Linked DNA regions of Sus scrofa: all the other regions are linked to region 2. Evidence: chromatin contacts called from public Hi-C and HiChIP or PLAC-seq data. All regions are on one chromosome and are shown on one strand. The core of a region is the stretch at or near the end of the contact, and the rest is flanking DNA. Distances in the headings are between cores, read along the strand shown. Region 1 has its middle 7.9 kb from the start of TRNAK-UUU. Region 2 holds the start of GABARAPL1 (GABA(A) receptor-associated protein like 1). Region 3 holds the start of YBX3 (Y-box-binding protein 3). Region 4 holds the start of LOC100520491 (killer cell lectin-like receptor subfamily B member 1B allele B).

Region 1 (6,493 bases), core at 854-3,353, 500 kb after region 2:
GCTCTGATGGTCACTTTGAAACTGGTCATATGCCATGATGCATCAGTGTACACTTCCAAACATAGCCATAGACAGATCTGCCTGGATTTATGATGGGGTTGTGTCCCAATAAACCCATAGTAAGTTGAAAATATTGCAAGTCAAAAATGCATTTAATGCACCTAACCTCCCAAACATCATGGCTGAGCCTAGCCTACCTTTAACAGGCTCCGAACACTTACACCAGCTTGCAGTTGGGCAAAATCATCCAACACAAGGCCTATTTTAAAATGAAGTGCTGGCGTTCCCGTTGTGGCACAGTGGTTGGCGAATCCGACTAGGAACCATGAGGTTGCGGGTTCGATCCCTGGCCTTGCTCAGTGGGTTAAGGATCTGGCGTTGCCATGAGCTGTGGTGTAGGTTGCAGACGTGGCTTGGATCCCGCGTTGCTATGGCTCTGGTGTAGGCTGGGGCCTACAGCTCTGATTGGACCCCTAGCCTGGGAATCTCCATATGCCGTGACAGTGGCCCAAGAAATGGCAAAAAGACAAAAAATTAAATAAATAAATAAATAAATAAAATGAAGTGCTGAACATCTCATGTAATGTACTGAATACTGTACTGAAAGTTATAAATAGAATGACTCTATGAGTCCAAAACATATGTAAGTGTATGGATGGTTTACACTTGTGAAGGTGGGCTGATGGAGAGCTGGGTTCATGGCCACTGCCCAGCACCACGAGAGAGTATGGTTCTACCCATTGCTAGCCCAAGAAAAGATTAAAATGCAAAATTCAAAGTATGGTTTCCATTGAATACATATTGCTTTTGTACCACGGTAAAGTCAAAAAATTGTAAGTTCAGTCAAACCACTCTAAGTCAGGGACCATCTGTACTATGGTTGCATATGCTTTCTCTCCAAACCTGTTGTTCAACAAGTTGAATGTAGTGTAGATATTTGTTTTCCACTGATATAAATTATGTCTCTAATTTGGGGCTGAGATCTCTACCTTGATTTTCCACATTGATGCCTACAAGCCCGAGACCCACAAGAACAGATCTAAGTTAAAGCTGCATTTATTACGAGCTATAGCAGGTACCACACACCATGGGAACGCGTGGGTGCAAGGTTTTGCCAGATATTTGAAAGCAACAACAAGACTCCACAGAGCATGCTCACCTAAGGCCTTTAATCTAAAGTCCACAAATACTGTGCCACAAGAGAAAGAGAATGCAGGCAAACATTTGAGAGGCCAGAGAAAGGGAAGGACAAACACCATATGATATCACTTATATGTGGAATCTAAAATATGTCACAAATAATCCCGAGTTGCTGTGGCTGTGGTGTAAGCTGGCAGCTGCAGCTCCAATTCGACCCCTAGCCTGGCAACCTCCATATGCCCACAGGTGTGGCCCTAAAAAAAAAAAAAGGCATAAATGAACCTATTCACAAAACAGACTCACAGACACAGAGAACACACTTGTGGTTGCCAAGGGGAAGGGGGAGGGAGTGCAATGGACTGGGAATTTGAGGTTAGTAAATACAAACTATTCCATTTAGAATAGATAAGCAATGGGGTCCTACTGTGTAGCAAAGGGAACTATATCCAGACATCATAGAGCACAATGAAAGCAAGAAAAAGACGTATATATTATATATACCTGCTCCTGGGTCATTCTGCTGTACAGCAGAAATTGGCACAACATTGTAAATCAACTCTACTTTAATTAAAAAATAGAAGTTCCCACTGTGGCACAATAGGATAAGCAATGTCTCTGTAGTGCCAGGACACAGGTTCGATCCCTGACTTGGCACAGTGGGTTAAAGGATTCAGTGTTGCAACAGAACTCCATATGTGGCGGGGCAGCCAAAAAAAAAAAATTAAGAGATTATTTTAAAAGGCCGCAGATATCATACAGCAAGAGAAAGAGAAGGCAGGCAAACATTTGGGAGGCTAGAGATTTCTAGGGGCAATCACCCAGGGTTCTTTTCACATGTCTTCTATGTTCTGGCTCTGAATTGAACTCCCAAGGTCATCTCAAGGAGTTGTAGCTCTGGGAAATTTCAGGGCAGAAGTTCCCATGTGGGTTTTTATTCCCCACTTATCCCGTTGTCCAGGCTCTCTGGTTGGGCCAGTTGGAAACCATCTATCAACAAACTGCTCCAAGGGTCACCATGGGAGTTTCAAACTTTGAACAACACATTATGAATTCCATTGCACATTTTTTTTTAGCCAAGAGTCAAAGCCAGACCAATAGTTCCCAAAGCTAAGGCTATATATAACTTTTCCGGTCCAGTTCAGCTGAAAGTCAACTTTATCCTAAGCAGTCCAGTATGTCAGTAGGAAGGAATTAGGAAAGGGCTGTTATAAGATTGAGCCTTGTCCTGGGAGGTTTGGGGTAGAATTCTATAGAGTGGGGCTTGCTCTAGATCAGATGTCATCAGAAACCAGTATTTTAGTTCACCGGGTAACTTGGTTTACTGGGTTACTGGGTGTTGTAAAGAGATAGGACTAACTTGTAGCTGTTATATGGTAACTCTATGATTATCTCCAAAGGCACCTGAAAACATGGGCAAGTTAAGGATGAATGAACTAGTGATTTACAAGATGAGGTTTAATGTGCCAAAAACACATGCATGCATGCATGCATGCTTTATCAGCTACACTACATGTGTTGCTGAGAATGTACAGATCGGTGTTCTACCTCAGGTTTATCTGATTACACAGGCAGGTATAGGATAAAAGATGTCTTAACAAACTCATGCTTTGATTTCCCAGAGACAGATATTACACACACATCTTGGAGGTTCACAGTCTAAAAGACAAAGCAGGTGTCATGGGACGAGGACCTGGAAGATGTCTAGGACCTTCCTGATATTTTCCTGTGATTTCCTTCTCCTAGGGTATCAGATCTTTTGCCTCCTCCTTTTTAATTTATTTTTTTTTTTAATGGCCTCAACTGTGGCATATTGACATTCCCGGGACAGGGACTGACTCCAAGTCACAGCTTCACGCTACATCACACCTGCAGCAGTACAGGATCCTTTAGCCCACTGCGCCGGCTGGAGATTGAACCCGTGCCTCCATGGTGACCAGAGCCCCTGCAATGTGATGCTTGACCCAATGTGCCACAGTGGGGACTCCTCTCTTGCCTTTTTTAAATTTTTTAAAGTTTTATTGAAGTATAGTCGACTTACAAGGTTGTGATCATTTCTGCTGTACAGCAAAGTAATTCATTTATATATGTACACACATCCATTCTCTGTCAGATTCTTTTTCCATATAGATAATCGCAGAATATTGGGATAGAGTTCTCTACTACACAGCAGGCTTCCATTAGCCAAAATGTCACTTAAGTATACTTTTTGGAGAGTTTTATTCCTTTAGCTTGTACAGCCCTGTGTAATTGTTGAAGATTTCTTAGTAGTTTTAATACATTAGGCAGGGAAAACATACCAAGACTTAAGCAGTAAACGGCAAAGAAGCTACAGTCACTGATATGAGCTGGGAGAAGGACATATCTGGTTATTTGTGTAGTTACACAATGTTCAGATTTCTATCTGTACTTAGAGATGATTGATGAGTGACCTTGTTTCTGTCTCAGTCTGTCTGGCTCCAGAATGACCTTGTGGAATGTTTGTACTCTGTGAAATTGGTATGGTCAGCAGAGAACTCCAGCTAAGAACTCTCAGGGTGCTTTTTCATATCTTAATCCCCCGCTTTTGGTGAAAAACAGATGGCTTCAGGTCATAGGATATCAATCTGTGATATGCAGATCTTCATCATTGCTAAAATCAGGAGATTTTCCAGAGGACGTTGTTTGTAGTTGGATGAGAGGTGGCCCTTCATGCTGCTGTTACAAGCTGGTGAACCATGTGATGTGATAATAGCCGTGGAGTAGCACCTAAGACTTTGGGCAGGATGCAGAGTCCAGTGCAACAGAGACAACTCCCAGCAACAACATTGTTTTACTCCTTCAAATAGACCATAACGCCAAGAACTGAGATCATTAAACCTAGACCAATAAAACACATTCCAATATCCTCGTAAGCTCATTTCAGAAAGCCAGGTGGTTTTATTCTTCTAGCTTAGTCATACGCTGTTTATTTGTTTGTATTTCTTTAATGAAGTACAGAAAGCATTGTTCACTCTATTTGCTATAGCGTGAATGTCCTCCCACCCTGAGAGTTACTTAAGAGAAAACCATAAGCCATGCTAAACTTGGCTAATAAATTTAAAATGATTTGTTGGGTTTTAAGAGTAGAAGTGACGTCCTCGGAGTTCCTATTGTGGCTCAGCAGGTTAGGAACCTAACCAATATCCATGAGGATGCAGCTTTGATCCCTGGCCTGGTTCAGCGGGTTAAGGATCCGGCAAGTTTCAATATAGGTCACAGATGGGCCTCGGATCTGGCGTTGCTGTGACTATGGTGTAGGCTGGCAGGTGTATCTCCTATTGGACCCCTAATCTGGGAATTTCCATATACTGCAGTGGTGCTCCCTTCCCCCCAAAAAGAAATAATGTCCACACAAACAATAGTACCCTAGATGGGCACAACCCTAACTCGTAGAATAAGTATCCTTCATTTTAATAGGAGGGAATCAATCATTTGTCCTTTAAGGTGGTCAGATTTTCTGAGTAGAGGTAAATAATTCCTCCAAAGTTGTTAAGGATATAGTATCCTCAATAGAAGTATTTTAAGGCAAGTGGTGGTGGCAGTGGGGTGTTCAAGGTTGAATCTGTGAAAGATTAACTGTTGGGAGTTCACATTACGGCTCAGCAGGTTAAGAGCCCAACAGAGTCTCCATGAGGATGCAGGTTCAATCCCTAGCCTAGCGGGTTGCATTGCCGAAAACTGTGACATAGGTTGAAGACATGGTTTGCATCCAGTATTGCTGCAGCTGTGGTGTCACCCAGCAGCTGTAGCTCCGATTCGACCCCTAGCCTGGGAACTTCCATACGCTCAGGTACAGCCGTTAGGACTAATGATGTAAAAATAATTTAAATATCACACAAGACCTGTAAAATATAATCCACTTTTGGAAATATTTTAGCAACGTTTCTCAATCCTTTTTCGATTTTGTTCCCTGAAAAGCTTTTTAGACATTTTGTTTCAAATGGCCATAACCAAAAGATTTTAGTACCATAGATAAAGACATACTGTGTACTGTTATATCCTATGTGTACAAATAGCTTATACATAAAAAGAACAAGACATTCTCAGCCCAGAAGAACTAATTTTTGCCCCCTTGGGCATGATGTTACCCTTGCTGAGAATGCATGTTTTAAAGGAATAGCTATTAGAGGATTGACAGCAGGAACAGATAGAAGATAATGGAAATGCCAATCAGACAATTCAAATTGGTAACTATTGTCTGAAGGAAATGCACAAGATCATTTTGTTTTTCCTTGGGTGATAGAAGAACATAGGTCACCAACAATAAAATGAAGAAAAACTCAGAGAGCTTGTCGAGAAATTATTCAGTCCACACGAGGTGTCTACATTATATTACAGTTAACAATGTTTTAATAATATAGAACAATATCTATATTATGTTACTATCTTAATAAAGTGTAAATATGTCCTTTATTTAATAAAATATTCTGGTGTTTTTCTTTCCCAGAGCTCAAATGCTTTGGTATTCAGGCTGCAAATCTTTGGAAAGCTAGGATGATTATAGGTATTTGGATTTTTAAAAATATGTGTGGGAGTTACTGTCATGGTGCAGCAGAAATGAATCCATCTAGGAACCATGAGGTTGTGGGTTTGATCCTTGGCCTCACTCAGTGAGTTAAGGATCCTGCATTGCTGTGGCTGTGGCGTAGGCCGGCAGCTACATCTCTGATTCAACTCCTAGCCTGGGAACCTTCACATGCCGAAAGTGCAGCCCTAAAAAGCCAAAAAAAAAAAGCTCCATTTCTTTCTCTTTGATGTGGATGATAGATTGGGAACCCTTCTCTTTACAATACTTTAGACACATCACAGGTTGAAGGGAAAACTGAATTTCAGATCTTTCAAAGGCTTTCAAGAGCTCCTGTCATGGCTCAGTGGTTAACGAATCCGACTAGGAACCATGAGGTTGCAGGTTCGATCCCTGGCCTCGCTCAGTGGGTTAAGGATCCAGCGTTGCCGTGAGCTGTGGTGTAGGTTGCAGACGCAGTTCGGATCCCACATTGCCGTGGCTCTGGTGTAGGCCGGGGGCTACAGCTCCAATTGGACCCCCAGCCTGGGAACCTCCATATGTCACAGATGCAGCCCCAAAAAGACAGAAGGAAAAAAAAAAAAGCTTTCAACAAAGAACCTTAGTGATTTGTTGATGCTAGAAAATTTTCTAATCCCAAATAAGTGATTTCTTACTTACACAATCATTAGTTCATAAAGAAAAATGGCTGGCTTTCTAAGACTTCGGCTACACTTGGATTTTTTGTTTTTTTGTTTTTTTTTTAATGCTGGTAGAGGAAGTTGGTAAGAAAGAAATTTGCCCATGTTTGTGTTGGACTAAATTAATGAA
Region 2 (6,433 bases), core at 1,556-4,055:
AGGCTTTCATTTACCATAAAATATCCACATTTCCCAGGAATGCCAGCTCTGCTCCTCCCTAACGAGGGGCCCTGGGCTAGATGCTTTGCCTGTTTGGGTCTCTTGTTTTCCTATCTGTGAGATGTGGCTAATACTCCACAGGGCTGGACTGTGCATGAATTTTCAAAAAAGCACACCATCTCTCCCAAGTATTTTCCTGCTTTACTGCCGGTTTTCACTTCATTGTCGCTATAAAGATAATTTCAAAATCCCATGACACCCTCTGTCTCAAGGCACAAGCATGCCGATTTTTCTGGATGGCAGCTCTAGAGATGTGCAGAGGCTAAACCCAAGTCACGTGAGCAGTCAGGGTACGTGACTGCTTTAACAACACTCTGGTCAGGCGGAAAAGGGCTTTAGAAATTATTTACTCTAACCCACTTGTCTGTAAACAGGATCCTTCGGCACAGCCAGCCAGATTCAGGCTTCAGCTCAGAACCAGCACCAAATCCCAGAACTCAGAGCAGAGCTCCTTTTGTGTCACAACTAGAAAGAGGGCCAGAGGCTGAACATCTAAGGAACGGGCTGGAAGGATGATGGCTGGTTAAAACCTAACTGGAGGAATCATGAGATCTACGCGATGGCCATGTTACCTTACATTTTATCACGGAGGTAAAACACTTAACACCAGACAATGAGCGGAAAAAAATAAAATTGGGGGGATTAGCTGAAATATTCTGGGTGAATGCATGGAAATGACTAAAATGGAAACGGCTGTTTTGAGGAAGTATATGGAAAATTTAACTTGATTTAGGAATAGCTATGATTCTGAGTCTGTGACTTCCACAGAACCACTGGAACAGAGCTTTATACTGAGAGAGTTCTGAATAAACGGTAGCCGTTCTGCTGACTGGGACGCTTTTCTACCATCATACCACCATCTGTGAACTCTTAAGGGCAACTACAGTTTACTCTGCTATTTCCAATACCTAACAGTGTGAGGTATTTGAATTTAAAATAATTCTGCTTAATAGAACTGCATTAGACACTGAGAAAATAGATGGCATGGGAGGCCCAACAGCCAGGGTGGGGGTTCCCAGCTCTGCCACATACCAGCCCTGTGAGACCTTTTAGGGGGTGACTTCATTTCTCTGGGTTCGGTCCTTCACCTGCAGAATGGGGTTATAATGCTGGGAGGACTAAGTGAATGAATATTAGACAGAGCTCTGAGAATACTCCCAGGTACCTGGTAAGCTAGCAATAAAAGTTAGTTGTCATTTTCAAGACAAGCATGGGTATCACCTTTCTTGGGGGAAAATTTTCAAAGCAGTCATTCAAGGTTCAGAGACCAGGAAAGTAACCTGTGAAGGATCCTTTACTGGGTAATAAGGCTGGCTCTTTTTTTTTAGCTGAAAACCCTTTTGTATGTAATTCCTGGGGAATGGAATGGCCCTAACGTCTCCTCTACTTTATAGGAAAAGGACTGCAAGAGCTTTATAAAGCCCAGGTCGCTGGTGGGTGCTGTAAGAACATGAAAGTTAAATGAGGATTGGAAAGGACGGGAGTACCATTCACAATCAGAAAATCGCAATTCCTTTACGTGTAAATTATACGTAGTATTTATCCTAATTTCCCTGCCCGCAGATAAAGAGCACACTCTCTAGTTTCTAGTTTCTCTAGTCTCTGGTTTCTCATCTCCAAAACTCAACGGTGGTAGTTTCCTCTACCCCACTTTAAAGATTTCTGCCTTCCAACTGGGCTGCGCAGCCCACATTAGAGAAAAACCAGGCAGGAGGCAGTGGAAGGGGGTGATGGGAAAAACGCCCGGATGCAGAACGACACCTTAATATTTCTTCTGTTCCTCCTCACTGCCTGCACTAGTTCCTATTACATAAACCAGCGTCCAAAATCCAAGAAAAAAAAGGTCTCAGCCCTTCCTTACTGTGACCAGGTACAATGTGTTCAGAATAAATACCGGAGGAAGGATGGCTGCCCCCACACACCCCGTAGCCAAGAATGATGAGGCAATCTGGCTGCTGCTGCGCAGAGAACGTGACCTTGTTTTCTGGGCCAGGCCTGTCTTGCGACGCCCCCCCCCCCCACCTTTTCTAATCCTCACAGAATAAAATAAAATATCCACTGGCTTCGGAACATTTCCTTCCCAAACCCAATGCTATGAGGATCAAAGTCCACCTGATTAACGGATAACTACCTAAGGCCGAAACTGATGACAGCAAATCCTCTCTGTGTTCCCTTAATTTCCATGCTGTCTTAAAGGCAGCAAACGGATGATCTCCACCTCATCATTCTCGCACAAAAGGGTCCCTTTTTGAGGACATCCCAACCCACACATCCTCTGAATACTGCTGAGTCACTCAAACGTACGTTCCAATCTAAAACTGCGGTCAGCTCCAAGGATGGGTTCTGACCCTGGGGAAATGGGTTTTAAACGGGCCGCAGTCTCAATGTTCATTCCACTGGCTCTCCTCGTAGTGAAGGGCGTTCAGGTTAGGTAATTTTAGGGATCACCCTTCTTCTGTGCCTTCGGATAGCCATCACGACTTCCCCGCCCCCGGCTCATCCCCCCCCCCGCCTCTCTCCCCCTCCCCCTCCCCAGCACACTCACGGGGACCCGGTCCGGATATTTCTTCCGGATCTTTTCTCCTTCCTTTTTCCGATACTCAAAGGGATGGTCCTCCTTATACTGGAACTTCATGATGGACCGCAGGGTTTCTAAGATCCCCGGACGGGGCCTGCCTCCCTCGCGGACAAACGCGTCTCTCCCGTCTTGATTCCCTCGGCCAAACCGCAATGTGCCTCAGACCCGCTTCCGAAAGGCCAGCCCCGGTCGCTACGCCTCCCCGCACAGCTTTCCGAAGGGGCTTCGGGTCGTCTAGAGGTAGGGGACGGCCAGGTAAAGAATTCCCGGCGGCTTTTCCCGGCAGCTGGGAACACAAAAACAACACGGCGGCGCGGGTATCTTGTGACGTCACGAAGCCCCGCCCCCAGCCCGCCCCCAGGGTTCTGGCGACCGCGGTTGGGGGTGGGCAGGAGCTAGGTCCGTTTCAGTGTTTTCTCCTTCACTCTTAACGTTCTCGAAATCGAGTTGCTTGCAAACAGAGCAATCTTCACCTCTTATTTTATTGGAACTGTGACGTTAAGTGTGTTTTTAAAACCAAAAAAGTGTTCTAAAAATGTCTTCTTCCCTCTCTTTGGCCGTTTCTTGGTTGGGCCCTCAAAACAAATGCAGATGGCGACATCCAGTTTTTTTCAGCTTGTTGGGATCTGAAGTCTGGGAAAGGCAGAGACAGAGGTCCTGAGATACCTCGGGCCAACGCTCAAGTGCCCGGTGCTTGCATTTTGCCCTTCGTCCTTTGGATGGCCCTCTCCCCTGACCTTGGGTGCTGGGCTGGCTCCCTGAACGGTGACCCCTCCTTCACCACGCTGGCGTCATCCTGTTTGGGTCCCTGCAGCAATTTGTTCCTAGAGCAGCAACATAAACAGAGCGTGACTCAGGGATTTGAAGAGGATTTCTATAAGGTGAAGGGCACGAGGTGTCATCAAGGTCCAGAGAAGTGATGTCAGTCACGACTGCTAAGGGCTTTAAGCAAGTTTAGAGATAGAAATGATTTGCTTTCTCCTATTAAGCCAGAAGTTGGATCTGTCTTTTGGGAAAATAAAATATAAAGCGATTCCAGTGTTTAACCCAGCAATCCTCAAGCATTTTTTTCCTCCTAATGCAGAAGTGCACCGGAGGAGAGTATTCCTCTCCTAAGGTGAATACAAAGTGCTCCTTGAAGGCGGGTGGAAGACCAGCCCCCTCTTTCTCAGCAAAGAATCAAAAGACAAAGGCCTTTCCAACCTCTAGTAAGGACGGTGATTCCAGGGATCTGTAGTGGAGGAGCAACAGATATTGTAAAGGGTAAAAAAGAATGAGGAAGAGATGAAGAGTGAAGAGCTGCTTTGCCCTAAACAAGTCTAGGAAGTTCTAAAAAAGCATATTAGACAACAGCAGGCCTATTCACCTGTCTTCTCTAATCAAGGCCTCAGTATCTGATTTAAAAAAACAAACCCACGGGAGTTCCCTGGTGGCCTAGCAGTTAAGGATCAAGTATTGTCACTGCTGTGGCACAGGTTCAATCCCTGGCCAGGGGAACTTCCACATGACATGGGTGTGGCCAAAAAAACTAATAATGAAAATTAAAAACAAACCCACAAAGTAAAAGAAACTAGGTTGCATTATTAAAACAAGGAAGAAAAATGGCATGGCCTTACTTTTTGATGCTAATTATTTTTCCCTGCAGCACGGCATTTTTCAAACCTTATTTTGTATGAAAATCCAGGAATTCTTTTATCACATAATACATTTATAATATTTAATCCTTATTTTCAAATTGAACGTTTTAGATCATTTGAGCTTTGACCCAAATATAGCTAAATGTCTCAAAAGAGTACTTTAAAACAAATTGAGAGAAATAATTACCATGGAGATCAATATTTTTTAAGAATATTTTTTCCTCTCAAATCTACTGAAAACAATCATAGGTAGTTTAAAGCTGATTTTTACTTTTATTTAACCACTGTCAATTTATATATGGACAATAATTTGGAAATGAAATTTAAGTTGATCTTTCTGCCTTAAGGCTTTTCTAAATGCTAACACTTTATCTTAACACTGCCCAATCTGTCAGCCCCCAAAGCTTGTTTTCTTTCCTTGTAGCAGAACTCTTAAAATATTATACAGAAGTTAATTTTATAAATTAAAACATTCAATCTGATAAAAATGTTTCCAAATTCCCTTTTTAACCAAGGACAAAATACTATATTGAAAAGTTCACATTTCAGGGACATACCTTCATTGCTGATGAGAATGGAAAATGGTACACCCACTTTGGAAGACAAACTGATGGCTTCTTAGAAAACATAACAGGAGTTCCCGTCCTGGCGCAGCGGTTAACGAATCCAACTAGGAACCATGAGGTTGCGGGTTCGGTCCCTGCCCTTGCTTAGTGGGTTAACGATCCAGCGTTGCCTTGAGCTGTGGCGTAGGTTGCAGACGTGGCTCGGATCCCACGTTGCTGTGGCTCTGGCATAGGCTGGTGGCTGCAGCTCTGATTGGACCCCTAGCCTGGGAACCTCCATATGCCGGTGGGAGCGGCCCAAGAAATAGCAAAAAGACAAAAAAAAAAAAAAAAAAAAAGAAAAAGAAAAAGAAATCATAACATACTCTTGCAATACAAGACTACAATCAACCACTTAGTGTCAAAGAGCAGAATTTGCTACCCCAAAAAATATCTATGGCATATTAGTTATTTTAAGCGGGTTGTTTTCTAAAAAAAGAGCAGGTGGGGGGAAGCAAGGGAGAGTTACCCTTTTGTAAGTAGCATTTACGTTTGTAAGGAAAGTCTCCTTTATAAGGGTGTCTTCCTTGTACCTAGAAGAAGACCGTGACCAAATCCTTAGAAACTCTCTTATTAATACAGAAGTTGAGGACTTACATCTGCATAATCACCTTACCCTTTCTATTATGTTTTGCCTGGCAAAGGACTCTCCAGTAAATGACTCTCCCCAGCCTCAACATCCCCTTTTGTCTTTAGCCGAGGGAGGTATTTAAAGTGAGGGCTTGGGACATTTTGGTGAGTTCCTCAGTTCTCCTGGGTCTCTCCGGTGTAGACGTGTTATTAAACTTCTCTTTGGTTTTCTCCTGTTAATCTGTCTCATGTCAATTTAATTCTGAGACCAGCCAGAAGAACCTAAAAGGGCAGAAGACAATTTCTTCCTCCCCAACATTAGTATTTACCCAAAGAAGTCGAAAACTTCTGTCCACGTGAAAACCAGCATACAGGTATTTATAGCAGCCGTCTTCATGTGTGTCCAAACTTGGAAGCAACCAAGACGTCCCGAGGTGAGTGATGGACCATTCTCCAAGGCCCTGCCTCCTCCAGATGGAAGGAATGTTAAAGAATCTGTGGACTTTTTTGTTTGTTTGTTTGTTTTGTCTTTTTAGGGCAGAGGGCTGCGCCTGTGACATAGGGAGGTTCCCAGGCTCGGGGGTGAATCAGAGCTGTAGCCGCCAGCCTACACCACAGCCACAGAAATCCGGGATCCAAGCCGTGTTGGCAACCTATACCACAGCTCACAGCAACGCGGATCCCCAACCCACTGAGCAAGGCCAGGGATCGAACTCTCGTCCTCATGGATGCTAGCCTGGTTGGCTAACTGCTAAGCCACGATGGGAACTCCATGTGGACTTATTTTCAAACCACTGTTATTACTCAAATCCATGTGTAATTAGTCTTGAGTTTTATCTTTATTGTTTTGAGGCAATAGAGAAGAAAATGCTAACTGATGCTAGAATAATTATAATTAAACCATATTTCATCCTACCATTTGTCTTCTTAATATCTTTCAGTGGTCAGAGATTCTTTATAGTGGTTGGGAAAAGTTCAAATTC
Region 3 (6,086 bases), core at 2,251-4,750, 430 kb before region 2:
TCCATACTTAAGCTTCAGTGTCTTGAATGGTTCAAATGCTCCTTAATCTCTTTAGTCAATCAACTGCACTGTCTTCCCTTGGGTGGTATGCGCACTAGTCCTTTGTCAGCTCGGCATCATCTTTAACCTCCCTCAAGGCAGGAAATTTATTTCCCAGAGTCTCCTTCCCTGAAAGGTTCCAGGTTAGAAACTGTTAATAAGAGGCACTAATTCAAGATTTCGAAGGCAGAAGAGGACACTGTTTTTTCCAGTCACTTATAGGAAGACGTCCGGGCACATGGAGGCTCAAAGCTGCTCCCAGATAAACTTCTTGAGGAACTCCAGCATCCATGTGGCCAACTGAGATAGCTGATATGGGTGGACTCATGGTGAAGCTAATGCAGTTTAAACTTCGGGGCGCCTTTCTTGCATGGGCCTTTTTTAAGACTCTGGAATTAGCTTGCAAATTTGTATTCACACTTTCATTTCTTTATTCTTAAAGAGAGCTCCCAATTGGGTAAACTTTAAGTCTTACAAAACTGGCTCTAGCTCTGAATAGTTGGGAGCCTCCTGGAGATCCTGTGCCACCAGTGGCTTCAGGGAAGCCCTTGAGAAGCCCTGCATTGGTGGGGCTGGAGTCTGAGATCTCCAGTGGAGCTCTCCAGCTTTCTCTCCCCTTCCAACAGTTGTGAAACTCTCTGTTCATACTAGGAACAGCGTGGCTTTCATTTTCGTGACCAAACCTGTCATAGCTTAAAAAGGATTGCCATCACCAATTAGGTTATGATTAGATTGTGATTCTTTTTCATTGTTGTTCTTAACCTCAAATTTAAGAAACGATGTTTTCTTAGAATAGAAATGAAAAAAAAATGAGTTAACAACATGAAAAAAACCTCAGAGCAGGCTTTAGACCAACATTAGATACTCATAATGTAGCACTTAGGTGCATAGTATATAGTTTAATAAATATGTGCTAATGCATGAGCATATGGATTAATGAGTAAGCAAAGGAATGGAAAACTGTGTGCATCCGTATCAAAATTGCTTTCTTGTTATGATTATTAAAACAACAGATTATATTTATTTTAATTAATTCTCTCTAGATTTATTTAGCACAGTACCAAGAACTCCCAGCTGCTTGCTGCTTTTTTTGGATGAAAACGATGAGTAGTTTTGGGAGTCATTCCAGCACAAAATTCTAGGAAATCCCAGGATGCATCTGTAATTATTTTAGGGTCTTCCAGAGGTTGGAGACCACACCTGTTAGTCATGAATTATTTTCCAAGGGTGAATATATATATAGAGAGAGAGTGGTTTTGGCTATTAGATTGGAGTTTGAACAGTTCAAGCCCTCATTTTTTTCCTTGCAATCCAATTTTGCATAGCAATGATAATCATTTTGTTAGATAAGAAAGTCAATGGCCAATCCTCACCAGAATAAATCATGCATATAATTTTAACTGACTATACTCTTTAAAACTAAGAAATAATTTAACCACACTTAGAATCAAACTAGCATTTTTTTAACATAACTACATATAGATAATATCACTGTATGGTCCATATTACAGTCTAAAATATGAATTTAACATTAACACCTTTGTCAATTAAAAATTTAAAAATATAGATGAGTTACATGGAAAAGTCAAATATTCCATATTTTTTTTTAACTACATATAGATAATATCACTGTATGGTCCACATTACAGTCTAAAATATGAATCTAACATTAACACCTTTGTCAATTAAATATTTTAAAATATAGATGAGTTACATGGAAAAGTCAAATATTCCATATTTTGCTTTTTTTTCCTAAGAATTAATTTTTAAGTTGTATTTTTCATGGATGGAGTAAGAAAGCAATAAAGCAGGGCATTACAATTATTGATAATGCTGGAATCTAATATACAACACAAATGAATCTTTCCACAGAAAAGAAAATCATGGACATGAAAAACAGACTTGTGGTTGCCAAGGGGGAGGGGAAGGGGGAGGGAGTGGGATGGATTGGGAATTTGGGGCTAATAGATGCAAACTATTGCCTTTGGAATGGACAAGCAATGAGAGCCTCCTGTACAGCACTGGGAACTTTGTCTAGTCACTTATGATGGAGCATGATAATGTGAGAAAAAAGAATGTATACATGTATATGTAACTGGGTCAGCTTTCTGTACAATAGAAAATTGACAGAACACTGTAAACCAGTTATAACGGAAAAAATACAAGTCATTATTTAAAAAACAATTATTGATAATGAATGTGTTCGTAAGTAAGTGAGTGTGGAAAATGTTGGTCTTTTTATTTGTTTTCATTTAGTAAACATTTACTATGCTCTAACTCTGTGTTAGGTACTGTGTGCTAACCAGTGGGAATATAATGATGAATTACACCTGATAACTACCCTTCTGATGCAGCCACAGAACATAGAATTCTGGGGTCGGGCGAGGTTGGAGGGTGTAAATGATTTAGGGGAATAAGGAATGAAAAACGGAATTTTTCGTTAGACCAGACACTGGAGTTACATGTGATAATCCCATCCACGTTCCTTTGAGGAAACCAACTCTGGGATATTGAACACCTCGTCCAAGTTGACTCCATTAACTAAGAGCAGCACTAGAGTGTAAACCTAGACTTGCCTGGATCCTGGAGGCAAAGGACGCCTGATAGCCTGTATCCCAATAGTTCTTGAATACAGAGCACGGTCCCTCTGGCCTGGTGTTCAGCATGATCTCGTCCATTCTCCAAAGGCCATGTGAGCTCTGCAAACGGACTACCGTTTATTGGGTGATCCGTTTCTCTGTTACTCTCCTCCCTGAGGCTAAGAGGGCTCAGTTGCTTAAGTTTTCACTAGCTGGCAGGGGCAATTAGAGAAGAAGGTAAAATTTATCCTCCCCCCCAAGTATAGTATTATTACATATATATTAGCAGCTCACTATTTGTTGCCATTACATTGATGTAAACTCTGATATTTGCATTACTTCATGGAGGTTTGGACCTCAGTTTCCTCACCTGTGGATTATAGAAGAAACCATCTAACATCTTTCAAGAGGAAGTAGCCAAATAGCTTTAAGATTGTATAATTCCAGTTCTTCACTGCTGTATCAGAAACAGTTTTTCGTGCTTCATAAACGTTGCATGGATAACTAGAACGGATTTTAAAAGCCAGTATTTGAGAGAGAGAAGCGCCCGGTCATTTGGATGCCCTACTTTGCTCCTCCTAGAAGATGTGGTTAGGCAGGAGTGCCCCGCTGCCCGGCTCCAACAAAGGGCCGGCAGAGCGTGCTCGGCAGAAAACTCCAGAGTACCCTGCCAACCTCAGATCCACCCTTGCTTTCCTTTCCCGGCCACTCGGGCCCCTGCTCTCAGTCCCGGGCCGATCGGCGGGTGGAAAGGGCACCGGGCCCCTTTAAATGCTAATGAAGTCGATGCCCAACTCGGGAGCCAACTCTCTCCACCCTCTTCCCTCTCCGGCCGGTGCGCCGCCTAGAAAAACTTGCGCGGGGCCATTTTTGGGGCAGTAAGATCGAGCGAGGAGCCCAAGAGCGAGCGCACAGCCCGAGAGCTCGAGCCGCCTCCGCCGCGAGACCCACCTCGGCCGCCGCCGCCCGCGCCACGAGATCCGCACCGGCCTCCCCGAGAGCGAGCCCCGGCCGCCGCGACCTCCAGCTGCGCTAACCGCCGACCAACCGCCACCGAGGTGCCCGAGGGAGAGCGGAGGAGGCGGCATGAGCGAGGCGGGCGAGGCCACCACCACCAGCACCACCAGCACCACTACCACCACCACCACCCTCCCGCAGGCTCCGGCGGAGGCGGCCGCCGCGGCCCCCCAGGACCCCGCGCCCAAGAGCCCGGCGGGCAGCGGCGCGCCCCAGGCCGCCGCCCCGGCGCCCGCCGCCCTGGTAGCGGGCAACCCGGGTGGAGACGCGGCCCCCGCGGCCCCCACGGCCCCGGGCACCGCGGCCCCCGCCTCTTCGGCCGCCGCGGGCAGTGAAGACGCGGAGAAGAAAGTTCTCGGTGAGTCAGGCCCGGGAGGATGGAGGCTGCCCCGGGAGGAGCGGGCGGCCGCGGAGCACGTGTGGGCAGCTCCCACGCCTGTCCCGCTCCGCGGGAGGCCTGACAGCACGGGGTCCCCGGGGACCTCGGGTCCCTGGCGCAGGTGGCCAGTCCCCCAGGCGCTGCCAGGTGAGCGCGCGGCGCCCTGCGCTCCCCGCCGCCTGAGCGCGTCCCTTCAGGTCCCAGGCCCGTGAGGGACGGGACTTAACTTGGATCCCCTGGGCACGCACTGTCGCACACTCCCATGGCGAAGCATCCCTCCGGACAAAGGGGAAAGGAGCGGCGGTCGGGAAAGAGGATCCAGATTTGGGATAGATGCGGATGTAGGGATGGGACAGCACCCACGTGGGACGGGGACATAGTAGTCCTCGCCTAGGTTCTGGGTGAGGAGAGCATTTCCTTCGGGGGAGAGGAAGGCGCCGGACCAGACGGGAGGGAAAGGTGCAAAGGCATCTTGCTGGGAAGGCTCAGGTGTCTGTCCCTGACGCCCTTCCCACGGGGGCGCAGGAACGAGGCCACGCTTCTGTCGGCCACATGTCGGCGGAGAGGTGTTGCAATCCTCTCCGGGAAACTTGGGCTTTGGTCCCTCGTCCCCCTCCCTCTCTGCCCGCTGCTGCAAAGAACCAGTCAGTGTTTTCCAATCCCTACACATTTGCTTCTTCCCGGATTGTGGGAAAGCATTTGGTGCAGCAGCTGAAAAAACTTCGTCGGAAGTGTGGGTATGACGTTAGTTCGCAGCATCGTTATCTTGGGACTTGGAACTCCGGGAAGGAGATCGGAAGAGGAGCCATACAGGTCGGGGGTGGGGGAGCAGGGCATAACAAAAGGCGTCTGTGGTGGTTGGTGGTTTTATCGAATATTTCAGCATTCTCTCCTGAAGTAAAGCCCTAGGTGGGGCCTTAAACCGGTTTACAGAGCAGGTGGGTGGGGAATAAGTTCTCTAAAGGGTGTGTGCTGTAACATTCCCTCTTTTTTTAAAACAGGGAAGGTAAGAGATGCTGTGGGATGCTTCCAAGAAGTTTTCAGTATTTTGGATAGGGCATGTTTGATCTGAGTCTTGCTTGCCCAGTTTTCGAAGAAGAAAATTGGGGGAATAATGTAAAGAAAAGTTTAATAAGATTCCGATTCCATGTTTCCTGCCTTGAGAGGCCTCTTTTCATGCCCCCCCCTTCCTCCCCTGGGCTAAATTTTATTCAGTTAACTGTCAAACAGCGTGCTAAATGTAATATGTGTAGGGTTAAGAAGCCAAATAGCTCTCATATCGCTGGACTTAAAAGTTGCTTTAAGTCTAGTAAGGTTTGCATGGTGATATAGTTTCCAACAAGTGTTCCTTGGAACACTTCCATGCAAAATGCCAGAGAGGCAACCTTGGCCTACCCAAAGCAGTGTTAAGATCTATTCTTAATGATAATTTATTTGCCTTTAAGGGAGATTTTGCAGCTTTTCCCTTGATCTGACTAAACTTCTGAATTTTAAACCGAAGCAGATATCTTTAAAGATGAAGGAAACAGATAACATTAAAATTTCCTCAACCACCAACTGCTTTTAAGTCTGTAGCACATCCTGGTGATGAGTCTGGAGGTCTTGGATCTTTCCACTGTCACTTCAACTCTCAAAAGCAAGGACAGCCTTCCACATGACATTTCAACACCGTCTCTGTCCAGTGTGTTCTGCCATCAACTTTCCTTAGCCAAGCAAACACATGGGTGCCTAAAATGTGCCAGACACAGGGCTGACTGAAATTGAATTCTGGTTTGGGATTTTCCCATTCCAGTGTTTTTGTTTTGTTTTGTTTGTGTTTTTTAATTTTAACAAACGGTCTTTAACTTCAGTGTATAGTCAGGAAAAGTAGTTTACCTGACCATAAGAACACTTCCCTTCTGGAACATCTTTGAAGCTTAATGGTCTTCAACTTTGTCTCCACATCCCTTTCTGTGCATGGGAAGTGAGTTGATGGTTTTCAAGCAAGAAGTGTGCATGAATGTGTTTGGTCTTATTAACTCATTGGGAATATTTGTGGAATTCAGAAATTTTTAAAAACTGCATTGGGAATA
Region 4 (6,629 bases), core at 2,823-5,322, 340 kb after region 2:
CAGGGACCGAACCCGCAACCTCATGGTTCCTAGTTGGATTCATTAACCACTGAGCCAGGATGGGAACTCCTCCCTCTAACTTCTTAATCTGGTTCTTGTTGGTCTACATTCCCATCTCCAGGTAACTAGTGTTAACCACCTGCGGGATCGTCTTCCTTACTTTTTCCATGCTAGTTTTGAAATATACTATTTAATACAACTCCTGCATCCCATAGATTTTAAATGGTTTTGTCCTTTCAGAATTTTAAATATATTGTGCCACTCCCTTCTGGCCTGTAGTGTTTCTGTAGAGAAATCAGCTGATAGCCTCATGGGGTTTCCCTTATAATTAATACTTTCAGTTTCTCTTGCTGCCTTTAGAATCCTCTCTTCATTTTTAACTTTTGCCATTTTTATTATAATGTGTTTTGGTGTGGGCCTTTTTGGGTTCAACTTGTTTGGGGCCTTCTGTACTTCCTATATCTTGATATATGTTTTCTTTAGATTTGGGAAGTTTTCAGACATAATTTCTCCAAATGTATTTTCAATCCCCTTTACTCTTTCTTCTTTATGGTACATTTCCCTGTGGTTAGGCCACTTACTCATCAGCTTTATTTCTTAATGAAACTAAGTGTTCTTATTTTTGGTTTTCAATGTTTGCATCTCATTTTAAGTTTCACTTTGTCTCTGATGCACTTCCAGGCTGCAATAGAACCTCATGCATTCTCTGTTGGAAAATTTTTTGCTTCATATATAAAATGGTAGTCAGTGGTTGGTTTACCAATCTAAACTTTTACATTCAGTCAAGCTACATTTCAAGTTCACAAGTGTAAAAAACCCATTCAGACAAATTCCTGAAAACTATAATTTCTCTCTGTCTCTGATATAGATGTTGTCTTTGCTGACAAAAATCTCTTGACCCTACTTTGAACAAATTTCTGGGCTGATAATAAGTCAATGTTTCAGGTATTTTTGACACAACTTTCTAGTTAGAGACAGGTCCCTCTACTTGTGCTTCAACCTCAGTCTATGTGTATTTGAAGTGAATGATCCTATGGTTTCTTTTAAGGTAAAGTTTTACTCTTTATTTTAAAATATAGTTCCTCTTTTTGCAACTGACAATGCTGATTTGCACAACTTCCTTTTCTTAGATATTGCCTGATATGTGGTTAATTTCTTAACACACCGTATAATCTGTTCTGTATCTTTGACATTTAACATTATGGACATTAATCTTTTATTGTGCTTTTGTATCTTATTTTTCTGCGTTGTACCTTAATAATACTGGTAGAAAAAGGGGCTTTTCCAAATTCTTAAGAATGCATACAATTTATTATTAAATATATTTCCTTAAGCATTACTATTTTAGTCCCTTTTTCTAAACACAAAATATCTATTTTAATGGCACTTAAATTAATTAATGGAAGAAGAAAAATAAAATAAAGCACCATAAAAGGGTGAGGAAGAAGTTAGAGAAATACCATGGTAAATGTAAAAGGAAGCCGGTGATGTGCAAGAGAAAAATAGGCGTATTTACAGTTTAACATGTTACAATATCCCATATCCTATGATAGTCCTTCATATCGTATCTGTTGTAGATTAGAATATTGGCATTAAAAGATAAATTTGTCCAGACTTCTTTAGCTGCTACCTTTTTTAAGTCAAGATTCAGGCCTAGGCTTTTAAAATTACAAAGCCAACACTCTTACAATGGACTATGATGGAAAGTTGAAACTAAATAATACAGGAAAAATGAAACAAACTAATTTAGCCACATAATATTCACCTTGAAAAAACATTTTAAAAGAATATGATATGAATATAAAGATGTTTAAAATGGATAGCACTATGGATTAAGAAGAATCAGACTTAAAATCAGTCAGAAAATTTAGCAAACACATGCAAAAATGCTTTCAGATATTACAGAACAGAAAGCTCAGGACTGTGTTCCTTCAGAAAAGGGAAGCAAAAAGAGTTCCTGTCCTGGCTCAGTGGTTAATGAACCCAACAATTATCCATGAGCATGGGGGTTTTATCCCTGGCCTTGCTCAGTGGATTAAAGGATCCAGCATTGACATGAGCTGTGGTGTAGTTCACAAACATGGCTTGGATCCTGCTTTGCTGTGGCTGTGGTATAGTAGAAAGAAATAAAATGAGAAAGAAAGGAAGAAAGGAAGAGAAGCAAAAAAGAAGAGCGCTAAGATGACTCCAGATTTCGCTGGGAGTGATTTTCCATAATACAGAAGCAGGAAGAACTATCCAAAGAGAGCTAGCAGCCTCATTGAAATTGAGGAGACAAAGATAAGGGTTTGAGGAATCTGGGGCAGTTGAGAGAGTTAAAAAAAAAAAAAAAGTTCCCTTAATTCTACTGAATACTGATATTCATAGAGTTAGGATGAAAATGCACAAGTCTGGGTAAATGACATCAAAGCAGTTATCTGCAGACCAATTCAAAATTATCAGATGCCACTTTACCCTGCCCCCGTGGGACAGCCATGAGCAACAAGATGAAAATTAACAAGTGTGATAAGGCTGTGAGGAGACATACATTGACAATGAGAATGTGAAATCTTTTCAAGTTTTACGAGAATTTGTACTACTGATTTTTATATATTCCTGTTTTTGAGGTGACAAAATCTTGGGAAATCATTGAGTTATGATGGCATTTCAACATTGATCCTCCTCAAGCTCAAATCAGTACTCTAACCTAATGATGACTTGTCTCTGGTTTACTGTCCTTTAAATGTCAGCTCTATTTTCTCAGAAGTTGTGTGTTTACAATGAGTTAGTGCTTTTCCTCAGTGTGAGCGGTGGTCTGTCTCTTGATTTTGGTGTACGTGTTTTATTCCAAATAACTAAATCTGTAGTCTACTCTGTACGTGTGCTCTTAACTGTTAATTTTGTTCGTGATTATTTTATCTTGCTTGAAGACTGATTCATACTTCTTCATTTGATAAAGATAGGGTTTTTTCCTGCTTATAAAAAAAAGACTGTAAAATGGTGAAGCCTCAGTAGAAAATAGTTGGACCATTTTCAAAAGTTTAAACATAGTTACTAAATGACCCAACAATTCCACTCCTAAGTATATATCCAAAAAAAAAATCAAATCCATATGCAAATGTTCATAGCAGCACTGCTAATAAATGCCCCAAAGTAGAAACACATCAAATACCCATCAAATGATAAATGTATAATCAAAGCATGATATATCCATACAGTAAGATATCCTTCTACTATAACAAGGAATGACATACTGAAATACTACAATCTGGATGAGACTTGAAAACATTGAATGAAACAGCCCGACTCAAAACTGTGTGACAGTCTACTTATGTGAAATGTCCAGAATCCTCACATCATGTCAACTATATCAATATAAAGATGTTACATAAAAATCATGCAACTGGCAGCCCCATTATTCTTCTTCTCAGAAGAACCTGTTTGTTCACTGTTCTAAATCATCACTGGTAAATATTCTTTGTCTGGGATTAGTAGCCACATATCTTAAATGGCTTCTGTTGCCTTTTTTCTTTCAAGGAGGCTAACTTGGATTTCAGCACCTCCATTAGTTCAGAGATTATAGTGAACTCCTCCAGATGTAAGCAGCACACTAAAAAAAAAGTGCTTTTTTTTTTTTCTTTCTTTCTTTTCTTTTTATGGCTGCACCTGCAGCATGTGGTTCCCAGGCTAGAGGTCAAATTGGAGCTGCAGCTGCCAGCCTCTACCACACTCTCAGCAACACCAGATTCAAGCTGCGTATTAGACCTATGTCACAGCGTGTGACAATGCTGGATCCTTAACCCACTGGATCAAGGCCAGGGATCAAACTCGCATCCTCACAAACATTATGTCAGGCTCTTAACCCAGTGAGCCACAACAGGAACTCCAGCACCTAAAACATCTTGATCTTTTCTTTTAAGGTCCTTAAGTAAAGAGACGCTTAAGGTTCATCTAAGTAAACATGCAGTCAGATATTTCCAAAAACATTGCTTTGCCACAAATTGATGGCTGGAATAAGAAAATGCTGACTATCCTGTCCTCCTACTAAATTTAGAATCTCCAAATTTAGGACCTGAAACATGCAACACTATACTTCTCTAATGAGTTAGTGCACAGTGATAAGCAAAGAAAGTTCTCAAACATCTATTTTCCCTCTAGAGTAAGGTTTAGTGTCTATCAATTCTTTCTATTCCACTCACAATAGTATCTCTCTCTCTTTTTTTGTTGTTCTCTCCCTCAAATTGCCATTCTGCTTTGAAGAAAATACTAGAAGGTCATAGAGTTTCTGCCGGAGAGCGTGTCTAAGAAAAAAGAGGAAGTGGTTCATAGTTAAGTAGAACAATATCTTCTGTAATATCATTAAAGATTAAAATGATTCCAAACATAGGCGGAATACTAACTGTAGAGCAAAAAACTACGGCTTAAATAGTCCTTTTCTTCTATGACATGCAAGGGTTCAAAAATCTATTACCTTGATTAATAAGGCTGAACACATTGCTTTTGAGTGTTATTCATCGGAGAAACAAACCAAACTCGGGAGAGGGGAAGAAAATCATCCTTATCAATTTATCTAACTTACAGGAAGTTTGCCAACATATGGGACTCCCTTCAGCAGAATATCACTAGTGGGCTTCTCTCTCGTTTTAACATAGGCAATGGCTGGAGATATAGTCTATGCTGACATCAACATTGCCAGGACTCTTTCTTCGGAACATTCCTCTTCAGTACAGAGATCCGGTAAGTTGGATTTAGGACTCATTAAACTTAATACTTTACTTTTAATTTCCCTTATTGCTGCCCTGTGTCTATATTTGCCTTACTGGAAATAGTGAAGAGACTGGATTCAAAGCAGAACTTACTGAATGCAAGAATGAAAGTCAATGTTTTTAGTGACACAAAATGTTCGTAAAGTTAATTTTAATTTTAGCCTTAATATGTAGAATTTCGCTTTGGGTTTTCATAGACCCTCTATTCTTTATATTTGTTGTGGTGAACATTTATTATACTTACATCAATCCTCATGTCTCCTTTCTCCTCTACAGCTTTACTCACTCCAATCAAATCTTCCCTTTTAAAATAGTTTGATCAATTTATTTACACTGAGGAAAATATCTCTGGCAATGATTCGCAATGTTATTTATCCTTTTGGAATTTGAATATTGGTAGGATAAAAATGTTAAGCTAAAGACACAAAATATTAGTATTTTATTTCCTGAAGTTTAGGATTGATGACTGAGTAAGAGAATATTTTTGGAACATAAATAGATAGGCATACAGCTAAAGAGAACACTGTACCTTAATCACAAACCACCTCGAAAATAATAAATTTTCAAATCCAGTGTATTTTCTATATACATTATATACACATGAAGCATTAGAGAAATTTCTGTATTTCTTTCCTATTCTTTCCTTTAGGGTAAGAATTTTTATATTATAAACTTTATTTAAAATGTTTAAATAACTTAAAATCTCCTCATTGTGCTTGGCCTTGTGGTGTAAATCTGATGTTTTGCTTTTCTATATTTCCCAAGAATGCCTTTCTTCTCCTATATTTTTAAGCTTGCAGTTATCAAATGAATCTGAGGTGTAGTTTTCTCTAGTTGCAAGAACATGTTATTTCCTATGTTTAAATATTTTCTCTCTGCCTTGCTGAATAGAGGCTTATCTCTTTTCTCCATAGACCAGGAATTTTCACTTTAAATTAGCTAATGGAACTTAGTTTAAAAAACTATGTGGACTAGAATTGTATTCTTATTTGCCCATTTCCCCCCAAATCTCATATAATTGGTCAGTTTTTCTAGAGATTAACTCACTTCAAGCAACAAAACCCATATATATATATATATATATATATATATATATATTATATATGTATAATTTTATGGCCACATCTCCAGCATATGGAAGTTCCCAGGCCAGGGACTAAATCTAAACCTCAGCTGCTACTTACACCACAGCTGCAGCAATGCCAGATCCTTTAACCCACTGCTCTGTGCTGGGGATCAAATCCCACACCTCTGTAGCAACCAAAACTGCTGCCGTCAGGCTCTAAACCCACTGTGCCACACCTGGAACTCCAACAAAACCAATATTTTTGATTCTGCATTCTGAGATTTAATTTCTTCTGATGATGGAAAGAACATTACTCTTTTCCTTGTTTAAAGATTTGGAGACAACAATTTTAATGCTGTCTAGTCCAATATTCTAATGTTTAAAAAAAGGAAATATGACTATAATAAAGATTAAACTACTACCTATAGTCATGCTTATGACCAGATGTCAAATTTCTTACTACTCTTTCACTGCACATCTCTATTTTGGACAAATGCAACTTCTGCCCTCATGCATCATATCACTGAAGAGAGAAAGAACTATTTGATACCTTGGTTTGTAAATGTCCATGGAGCCCCACACAATTGTCCAGGGCCTTTCTTCCTAACTTGCTAAATGTCACTTATTTTGCTCTGGTTGTTGACTTTCTTTTTGTTCTTTAAATTTACCATATTCCTTCCCATTTCAAAGCCTCATCTATGTCGAAAGCCCCTCCCCAATCTCTTCATTTTTGTATTCCCCGCACCCCTCACGATATTAAGTACATAGCAAGCAATCAATAGATGCTTGGTAGGTGGAAGAATGTATAAATGGACAAA

The links. Hi-C and Micro-C count contacts between places; a contact is called where the count stands out from the background. HiChIP or PLAC-seq counts read pairs in DNA pulled down with a chosen protein or histone mark.
Region 1: a contact with region 2 is called in a Hi-C map of liver, with 7 times the contacts expected there. The contact joins the enhancer-like site here to the promoter of GABARAPL1 in region 2. A contact is called at or near these places in 4 of 47 Hi-C or Micro-C datasets (heart right ventricle, liver, skeletal muscle and 1 more) and 1 of 2 datasets of contacts at active chromatin or transcription factors (alveolar macrophages).
Region 3: a contact with region 2 is called in an H3K27ac HiChIP or PLAC-seq map of alveolar macrophages. The contact joins the promoter of YBX3 here to the promoter of GABARAPL1 in region 2. A contact is called at or near these places in 3 of 5 promoter capture datasets (fetal liver, fetal skeletal muscle and liver), 2 of 47 Hi-C or Micro-C datasets (heart right ventricle and skeletal muscle) and 2 of 2 datasets of contacts at active chromatin or transcription factors (alveolar macrophages and skeletal muscle).
Region 4: an H3K27ac HiChIP or PLAC-seq map of alveolar macrophages shows a contact between it and region 2. The contact joins the promoter of LOC100520491 here to the promoter of GABARAPL1 in region 2. A contact is called at or near these places in 2 of 47 Hi-C or Micro-C datasets (retroperitoneal adipose tissue and subcutaneous adipose tissue) and 1 of 2 datasets of contacts at active chromatin or transcription factors (alveolar macrophages).

Annotation. Positions count from the first base shown.
Region 1 is chr5:62,262,583-62,269,075 of Sscrofa11.1, forward strand. No RefSeq gene overlaps it. Among named protein-coding and RNA genes, the nearest start is that of TRNAK-UUU, 7.9 kb to the left of the region's middle. Within about 2 kb of position 2,104, at least 14 of the 83 cell types and tissues checked have an H3K27ac peak or open chromatin away from gene starts, as enhancers often do. A contact at or near this core is called in liver, where this site is marked.
Region 2 is chr5:61,764,622-61,771,054 of Sscrofa11.1, forward strand. It overlaps GABARAPL1 (GABA(A) receptor-associated protein like 1), which reads right to left and starts at 2,806. Exons shown (of 4, transcript NM_001190287.1): 1 at 2,606-2,806. The coding sequence starts at 2,695.
Region 3 is chr5:61,334,368-61,340,453 of Sscrofa11.1, forward strand. It overlaps YBX3 (Y-box-binding protein 3), which reads left to right and starts at 3,501. Exons shown (of 10, transcript XM_003126475.3): 1 at 3,501-3,993. The coding sequence starts at 3,705.
Region 4 is chr5:62,102,627-62,109,255 of Sscrofa11.1, forward strand. It overlaps LOC100520491 (killer cell lectin-like receptor subfamily B member 1B allele B), which reads left to right and starts at 4,073. Exons shown (of 6, transcript XM_003481689.4): 1 at 4,073-4,716. The coding sequence starts at 4,635.